Linked DNA regions of Mus musculus: regions 1 and 2 are each linked to region 3. Evidence: chromatin contacts called from public Micro-C and capture Hi-C data. All regions are on one chromosome and are shown on one strand. The core of a region is the stretch at or near the end of the contact, and the rest is flanking DNA. Distances in the headings are between cores, read along the strand shown. Region 1 holds the start of Dnph1 (2'-deoxynucleoside 5'-phosphate N-hydrolase 1). Region 2 overlaps Ptk7 (PTK7 protein tyrosine kinase 7). Region 3 holds the start of Gnmt (glycine N-methyltransferase).

Region 1 (2,778 bases), core at 263-2,762, 230 kb before region 3:
AGAGTGGCTAGCAGACTGTGGTAGGAAGAGCTGGAATGGGGAGATCTGGGGAGGGGCAGGGCCAGAGCGGTGGCCATGGAAATGGTGGGGAGTCAGGCTCTAGAAAGTGTAACCGTCTTGCCCGATTCCATATCTCTGTACCCATCAATTAGAGCATTCCTTAGCCCTCGTCAGAAGAGCTTCTTTTTGCAGATTAATAGGGTCTCTCGGAGACTGTAGAGTGTTTGAATGTAAATGGGCCATCTCCATGGAAGAGTGGGTTGAAAGACAGAGGGACTGCCATGAAAACATTGTTTCTGGACATGACAGTGGGGTTACACACATAACTCATAGAAGCTATGACTGCCCGTGCACGATCAGGCTGGTCCAAACCCTACCCTGTGTGGAGAAGGGCCCCATGCCAATAGCTGAAGCGTTGCTGACAGCTAACAGCTGGTGAGGCAGGCACGACCCTGAGAGGCTGCCTGTACTTGTTCCAGTAGATGGTTCCACACCGGTGCACACATAGGTAGCACTAATGGGCTCAGTGGGTAGGGAGGGAAGCTGTAGAGATGGTTCAGTGGTTAACAGCACTGGCCACTCTCCAGAGGACCCAGGTTGGATTGTCAGCACCTGCATGGTGGCTCACTGTGTCTGTAACTCCAGTTTCAGGTTAGCTCATTGTGCTCTTTTGGCTTCTTGGGGCATCAGGCATGCACATGATGTAGAGATATAAACTCAGGCAAACCACCTGTCTTAGTTAGGCTTTTACTGCTGTGCACAGACACCATGACCAAGGCAAGTCTTATAAAAAACAACATTTAATTGGGTCTGGCTTACAGGTTCAGAGGTTCAGTCCATTATCATCAAGGTGAGAGCATGGCAGTATCCAGGCAGGCATGGCACAGGCATTGCTGAGAGTTCTACATCTTCATCCAAAGGCTGCTAGTGGAAGACTGAGTTCCAGGCAACTAGGGTGAGGATCTTATGCCCACACCCACAGTGACACACCTATTCCAACCAGGTCACACCTATTTGAACAAGGCCACACCTCCAAATGGTGCCACTCCCTGGCCCAAGGATAAACAAACCATCACAACACCTATACACATAAAATAATAAAATAATCAAAGATAATAATTATTTTAAATAATAAATAAAAATGAAGTTGGTGTAGGGGATAGAAGATGGATTGGAGGGGAGAGAGAGACTGGGTTAGATTTGATTAAAACACTACATACATGTATGAATAATAAAATATTTTTAAAATAAGTTAACAATCTTTTTTAAATTTTGGAAAGATTAATGAGAGCCAATCACAGTTGCCTATGGATCCCGTACAGAGTTTGAGAGCACTGAGATCCGTACAGAACTACTTGAATAGCTAGGAGCTGGGGAGGGGCAGGTCACGGGGAGGAGTCAGAACTAATGAGCGGGTTGGCTCGGGAAGAGCCTATCCGGGAAGAGAGCGAGCTTGAAGAAGGTCCCCTTACCTCTGGGAGTCGCTTTCCCAGGTCACGTGGTAGCGGCGGCAGCGGTTGCCCGCGCGCGGCGATGGCGGCATCCGGGGAGCTGGTTCCATGCTCTGTGTACTTCTGCGGGAGCATCCGCGGCGGGCGGGAAGACCAAGCTCTGTATTCGCGGATCGTATCCCGGCTGCGGCGCTATGGGAAGGTGCTCACTGAGCACGTGGCTGATGCTGAGTTGGAGCCGCGTGGTGAGGCGACGCGGGCTGGAGACTCGCAGGCTGGGGACCTGTAGGCTAAGGGGACCGGCTGACTAGGGACTTGCCGGATAGGAGACCCACTGGCTAGTAGACATTCAACCTGGGGAACCCGCAGCTCATGTGACCCGCAGGCTAGACCGGAGGCTAGGGGATCTGCAGACTAGGACCTCGTAATGGTTAGGGGACCGGCTGGCTATGGAAGGTCCTGGATTATATGTGTACGTTCCATGCGCAGGTCAAGTGTCCCTGTCCAGCACACTGGAAGCAAGTGACAGCCCAGACCCAGCTTTGGGCTAGCAAGGCTTTGATAAGCTGGTCTGGATAAGCACTCCTCCAGTAGGAAAGTTGTACCTAGAACTCTTGTATTTCTGCTCCAAAAACTTTTAAGTAGATCTCCCTTGCCCCATGCAAGAACAAACTCCTAAGCTGTGGACTCTAAAGCAATTCTGGGAGAATCTTTTAAAAGACAAAGAATCAATCGTAGGCAAAAAATGCCAGGGGATTGGAAAGAACCTGTTTGTGCTTATGCTTGGCTAGCGCATGGTGTGTTTTGTTGATAGTTCTCCACCTTCAGCGCCAATGTCAGCACTCTGGAGGCAGAGGGTAGGATGAGTTCCAGGCCAACCTGGGCTACAGAGTTAACCCCTGTCTCAAAGAAATGAGACAAAACAGTCTACAGAGTGTGATAGCCTGGAGAAAACCTTTGAATCTGGGTTTTCTCCCCTAGTCACTTTTCTTGCTTTTTCTTTTTCTTTTCTTTATTTTGGAAACAGGCTGTCATAAACGCACAGTGACGTCAGACTTGTAGCCAAGGATGGCCTTAGAACTCGCCATCCTCCTGCCTTCACCGCCCAAGTGCTAGAACTACAGGCACCTGCTGCTACACACAACTTGTTAGTTTGTTTTTTGAGACAGGGTCTCTCTACATATCCCTGGCCATCATGGTACTTACAGTGTAGACCAGGCTGTGTTGGAACTCACAGATTTCCCCAGCCTCTGCTCCCGGGGCTGGGATTAGTGCTATGAGCCATGATCCTCAGGCTCACAAAAGAAGTTTTAGACAGTGTGGTTCT
Region 2 (2,743 bases), core at 34-2,533, 130 kb before region 3:
TGTGGCTGGCAGAATCAGCTCTACTCCACGGTCCTCTGCAAATCTTGGGACCCTCAACCCATAACTCCAGGATGTTCACCAAAGAGCAGAGACATCACCTATGACAGTCAGGGTGTCCAACTTGCTGCTCAGAATAGGATGAATACAGTCGAACCCAAGATTGTAAACTTGCTTAAAACACATGAGTCTTAAAAAACAAAACAAAACAAGTGTGTACGTATGCATCCATGTGTGCACACGTATGGAGAGGTCAGAGGTCAACCTCAGATACCACTCCATGTGGGCTCTGGGGATTGAACTCAGGTCTTCTGTAGGCAGATTGCCTATCTGAGGATAATTTGTTAAGAGTTGGTTCTCCCCTTCCACCATATGGGTTCTAGGAATTGAACTTGGCTTATTCACCAAGTGTGATGGTAAGGGCCAGAGGTTTAACCATCTCACTGGTTAAACGGATGAAAAAAAATGTTGGGGGGTGGGGGTGGGCAACGTGATTGCATGTGTGGGTTTTTTTATTCCCTTAAAGGCTTTTTTTTTTTTTTTTTTTTTTTTGGTTTTTCAAGACAGGGTTTCTCTGTATAGCTCTGGCTGTCCTGGAACTCACTTTGTAGAGCAGGCTGGCCTCGACCTCAGAAATCCGCCTGCCTCTGCCTCCCAAGTGCTGGGATTAAAGGCGTGTGCCACCACCGCCCGGCTGGCTTATTTTATTTTTAAGGATGTATTAGAGTGTGTTCAGCTTCAGACAGAGCCAAGTCTGATCCTGTCATGCTCCGTGTTCTTCCCACAGGAAGATCTTGTGAGCCACAATGCAGCTCTGTGTGTGTGAAAGGCCTTGACCGGAATTCACCTTTGGTAAGAGGCAACTACTGTTAAGCCCAGGAACTCTCTTCCTGCGCAAGGATTCAAACCCTCAGAATATTAGACAACTCTCCTCACGCCAAAGCTCTGGGATGTGCTAAAGCCTAGACAGACGAGCAGAGAACAACCAGATGGTGGGTGGGACAACGGGATAGGCCCTGAGGGTACAGGAGCCCCAGACCACCTGCTGCAGAAACCTGAGAAGAGCCTATGTAACTCTGAGGGACACGGCTCAGCCCCAACCCCCAGCTTTCCACATCCCCTCCTGGGATCAGGACTATGCTTCTCTAGAGCTGTGACCAGAGCCGCAGCATTCCCAGACTGCCACTCAGAGCCCCCGCCATTCCGCACCCCTATGACATGGCCTGGGAAACATCAAAGCCGGGCCTCCCAGGGGCCTCTGTCTTGACGTCAGCTCACAGCAGGTCCTGGTTAGTGCCTGGCTGGGGTACACTTAGATGTTTCCAAAGCCAGCAGAAAGGAGCCTCCGGGCTTCTCAGAGCCCCTGCTCAGTGGCCCCCACATTTGCTTAGAAGGCAGTGGGAATGTGCCCGGGCCGCCAACCTGTATGGCTCATTGTAAACATTGCTCCATCGACGTTTTGGGGAACCGGAGAGTCCCTGGCAGTGATGCCAGACCCCAGGAGCTCTTAGCTTTGTGCAGAGGCGGCTTTCGGGGGACTAAGGTGGTACCTATCCCAAGGTGGCTTCATTTCTTGTCCTTACCTCTAACTAGAGGGATGGTCTGAGAAAGGCCTTCTCTGGACTCGGGTCTCCTAAAGCTGCACTGCCTCTCTTCACTGGGCCCTGTGGAGCTGCATGCAGCACAGCAACCTACTACGTAATGGCAGCCCTACCCAGGTATAATCTGGGGGTGCCGAGACACCAGGCTGATCAGGGGCTAAGTGGATTTATGTAGCTGAGGTCCACATCTACCAGGGAACATCCAGAAAGGGAGAGGTGGGTAGGAGCTTTGCCTGTGGGCATGAGTAACCCAAGAATCTCCTTAGCAACAAGATGTAGGCAGAGCTATGTCTCTACCACAGAATCCCCAGCTCGAGCTTCAAACACCTCATGCATGAAGGCGCTTTCTGCGCCTTACCTCTGGCTCATTAACGGTCCACCACATAGACACTTACAGGACTGTACCTTTAGTCCTCTTTTTTTTTTAAAGATTTATTTATTTTATTTTATGTATGTGAGTACACTGCAGCTGTACGGATTGTTGTGAGCCTTCCTGTGGCTGTTGGGAATTGCATTTTAGGACCTCTGCTTGCTCCATTCAACCCTGCTCTCTGCGGTTGGCCCCACTTGCTCTGGTCAACTCTACTCGCTCAGTCCCTGCTTGCTCTAGCCCTAAGATTTATTTATTATTATACATAAGTACACTGTAGCTAACTTCAGACACACCAGAAGAGGGCGTCAGATCTCATTATGGATGGTTGTGAGCCACCATGTGGTTGCTGGGATTTGAACTCAGGACCTCTGGAAGAGCAGTTGGTGCTCTTAACCACTGAGCCATCTCACCAGCCCCTAGTCAGTCCTAGCCTCTTTAAAAAAAAAAAAAAAAAAAAAGCCAGGGCTGAAGAGATGGCTCAGTGGTTAAGGGAGCTTACTGCTCTTCCAGAGGACGTGAGTTCAAATCCCAGCAACCACATGGTGGCTCACAACCATCTGTAATAGGATCTGATGCCCTCTTCTGGTGTGTCTGAAGAGAGTGACAGTGTGGTCACATTAAATCAATCAATCAATCAATCAATCAAAGAAGAAGGAGGAGGAGGAGAAGGAGAAGAAGAAAAAGAGAATGAGTCTCATCTTAAAGAGAAAAACAATGGCCAATCTCCACACCTGCTCTATGTCTGACACTGAAGCACACCTGATACACAACC
Region 3 (2,700 bases), core at 69-2,568:
GCTGGGGCTACAAAGAGAGACTCTGTTTCAAAAAAATTTTTTTTCAAAATTTAATTTCATGTGTCGTGCCTGAATATGTGCATCATGTGCATACCTTGTGTCTGCAGACCCCAGAGAGGGTGCTGGGCACCAAATTTGGGTCCTCTGTAAGAACATGTGCCATCTCCCCAGCTGCCTCTTATTAGAAACAGGGTCTCCTAATGTAGCCCTGCAGGGCCTGGAACTCACAGAGAGCCACCTATTTAGGACTCCCTGAGTGCTGGGATTAAATATATGTGCCACTACTCCTGACATCAACACATTTTTTTTTATTTTTAATTATGTCTGTATGTGTAGTACATGTGAGTACAGTGCCCTCCACGGCCAGAAGGGAGCGCTAACCTCCCCCTGGAACGGAATTCCAGGCGATTATGAGCCACCTGATGCAGATGCTAGGCACTGAGAGCCTGTCTTCTGCCAGAGCCTAAGGGGCTCTTAGTAGTCGGACCATCTCACCGGCTCAATGGCTTTTTGTTGTTGTTTTTGTTTTTAAATCATAGTCAGGCATTCTACAAAAGTGCACTTGAGAACCTGGCATACTGGTGCTCCTGGAAATATCTCAGTCAGAGGTGTCCGTGAGTTCTGGGCTGAGTCGGGAGTGTGGGCCAGACACTATCCTGGTCTGTATCCTCTCCACCAAATGGGGGCCTTTTACCTCTTGGAAATGACTTTTTCTTTAGTACTACTGGTTGGAGAAAAGCGCTGCTCACCTCGTGGGGTTTTGTTACAGCTTGCAACACACGTACCCAAACTCCTGGCACAGCACTTGGCTGTGCAAACGTGCTACAAATGTTCTGTTCACACTGCCAGAGGCCAATCGCAGGAGGAACAGCGCCGGAGCCAAGGATCCACCTTGACCCAAAGCTCGGATTTTGCTCTGTCCCATGAATCCTTCTCTGCGCACACCCTGGCCCCTTCCCGCACTGTTTCGGCAGATGCTCTCCCATGCCCATACTACCCTGATGAGCAAGGGCTCTTGACCCCCTAGTACTGCCTGCCAGGCTCCAGCCCGCAGAGGCTGCCCAGACTGGCCTAAGCAGGCCGGCCCGTTTGGACTCACCCTGTGCCACAGGCTACGTCCAGCACCCTGTGGCACCCGTGCTGGCGCAACAGCCCAAGCAACCACGCCTTGTACTCTGCGGTACGGCTGCGGGTGTCCCCGATGTACAGCTGCCACACACGTGCGGCCTCCCCATCTGCATACTGGTCCGGGAGCCCTTCGGCCGCCACCCCCAGGGAGCGGGTACGGTACACGCTGTCCACCATCCTGACCGGCGCCTGGCTCTCAGGCCACGCGATCCGCACTTATAATCCTCTGGCAAGGCAGTCCCACCTGGCCAATGGCAGGTGAGAGCAGGGACACGCCCCTGCTGGGCCCTGGGCCCAGAGCCAGGCTTGCTGCCTCTGCCTTGAGGATGGCTCAGCACAGCAATCCTGGACCTGGCTTAGTAAGACAGGTCAGATAGGACTCGCCAGGGTGGCCGGGAGGAACTCACAAAGTAAAGCAATGAGAGATCACTCCACCCCTACCCAAGGAGGAAGGGGAAGAAGCCTGAAATCCACCCAAAACAGAATTATTACATGCCCAGCCCAGCACAGTGTCTACACAACACTGCTTATCATTTAGTGGAGGGAACACTCCGCTAAAGAGAGCCACTGTGTCGGGACATTATGAACAGTCTTTGAGAAAGATGCCCATCCAAGTACAAGAGTACACCTGGAGATAGGCGTGTCTCTCTTCCCCTCCCCCATACCAGCCAGGAGCCTCCTAAGGTAGCCTGGGCCTTCCAATCCATGGGCTTTATACTCTGCAATCTCTTAAAGGCTGGGTGTAGTAAGGTGAGACAGGAGGATTATTAGTGCTCAATGAATTAGTGAACAATGTGGGAGACATAGCAAGCCTTCCATCTGCTTTCCATGGGAGCACCTTCAGAGAGGAAAGTTGGGGGTCGGCAGGGAAGGTGCTCATGGCGCCCGCTCGGGCTAGCGTCACTGTATAACCTGAGGGTCCGTTTCGTGTTACCCGCTCACCCTTTTTACCCCACCAAGGACAAGATCCCAGCCGGGCTAAAGTCGGCTCTGGAAGATGCGTGTGAGCGACGAGAAGCCTGCCCCGCCTGCCCTGCCTGCCCACACACTTCCAACTCTGTGAACACTCGTTACGTGGAAAGAAGAGAGAAGACAGGGAGCATCCCGCCCGCCCGCCCGCCCGCCCTCCCTTCGCCTTCCCAATGCAGGGTGAACCCTGGAGATGGAAGGAGGCCCACAGTTGTGTGACTTAACCTTCTTATAGTAGGTATGGCTGTTTTGACTTCATAGATGTCAGTATGTGTCTGACGCCCGTGGAGCCCAGAATCGAGAGCTTCAGATACCCTGAACCTGCAGTTGTAGACAGTGGGGAGCCACTCGGTGGTGCTGAGGACACTGAACCCCACAGAGGACCAAGTGGTTTGTTTGGTTTGGTTTGGTTTTTGTGAGAAAGGGTTTCTCTGGCTGTCCTAGAATTCACTCTGTAAACCAGGCTGGCCTCGAACTCAGAGATCCGACTGCCTCTGCCTCCCAAGGGCTAGGGCTAAAAGCGTGCGCTACGACCCTAGCTGCAGATAGGGCTTTTAATGGCTGACCTATCTCTCCAGCCCATATTTTTTAACTTTTGTTAGC

Evidence for each region. A called contact is a pair of places that touch in the nucleus more often than the background predicts. Capture Hi-C pulls out chosen DNA fragments and counts their contacts.
Region 1: a contact with region 3 is called in a capture Hi-C map of macrophages, with 4 times the contacts expected there. The contact joins the promoter of Dnph1 here to the promoter of Gnmt in region 3. A contact is called at or near these places in 7 of 39 promoter capture datasets (the C10 cell line, embryonic stem cells, hematopoietic stem and progenitor cells and 4 more), 3 of 115 datasets of contacts at active chromatin or transcription factors (the 230-238 cell line, embryonic stem cells and pancreatic cancer cells) and 4 of 9 other capture datasets (adipose tissue, embryonic stem cells, liver and 1 more).
Region 2: a Micro-C map of embryonic stem cells shows a contact between it and region 3, with 2.6 times the contacts expected there. The contact joins the enhancer-like site here to the promoter of Gnmt in region 3. A contact is called at or near these places in 3 of 39 promoter capture datasets (embryonic stem cells, hippocampal neurons and macrophages), 1 of 15 datasets of contacts at CTCF or cohesin (large pre-B cells), 29 of 484 Hi-C or Micro-C datasets (B cells, CD4 T cells, ECoMG myeloid progenitors and 11 more), 8 of 115 datasets of contacts at active chromatin or transcription factors (the HPC-7 cell line, bone marrow-derived dendritic cells, embryonic fibroblasts and 1 more) and 4 of 9 other capture datasets (adipose tissue, embryonic stem cells, liver and 1 more).

What each region holds. Positions count from the first base shown.
Region 1 is chr17:46,495,277-46,498,054 of GRCm38.p6, forward strand. Dnph1 (2'-deoxynucleoside 5'-phosphate N-hydrolase 1) reads left to right here and starts at 1,513. Exons shown (of 4, transcript NM_207161.3): 1 at 1,513-1,696. The coding sequence starts at 1,534.
Region 2 is chr17:46,593,683-46,596,425 of GRCm38.p6, forward strand. The region is part of intron 1 of Ptk7 (PTK7 protein tyrosine kinase 7); the gene reads right to left. Among named protein-coding and RNA genes, the nearest start is that of Ptk7, 34 kb to the right of the region's middle. Within about 2 kb of position 1,284, at least 51 of the 459 cell types and tissues checked have an H3K27ac peak or open chromatin away from gene starts, as enhancers often do. A contact at or near this core is called in ECoMG myeloid progenitors, differentiating embryonic stem cells, embryonic fibroblasts and 2 more, where this site is marked.
Region 3 is chr17:46,727,847-46,730,546 of GRCm38.p6, forward strand. Gnmt (glycine N-methyltransferase) reads right to left here and starts at 1,319. Exons shown (of 6, transcript NM_010321.1): 1 at 1,100-1,319. The coding sequence starts at 1,305.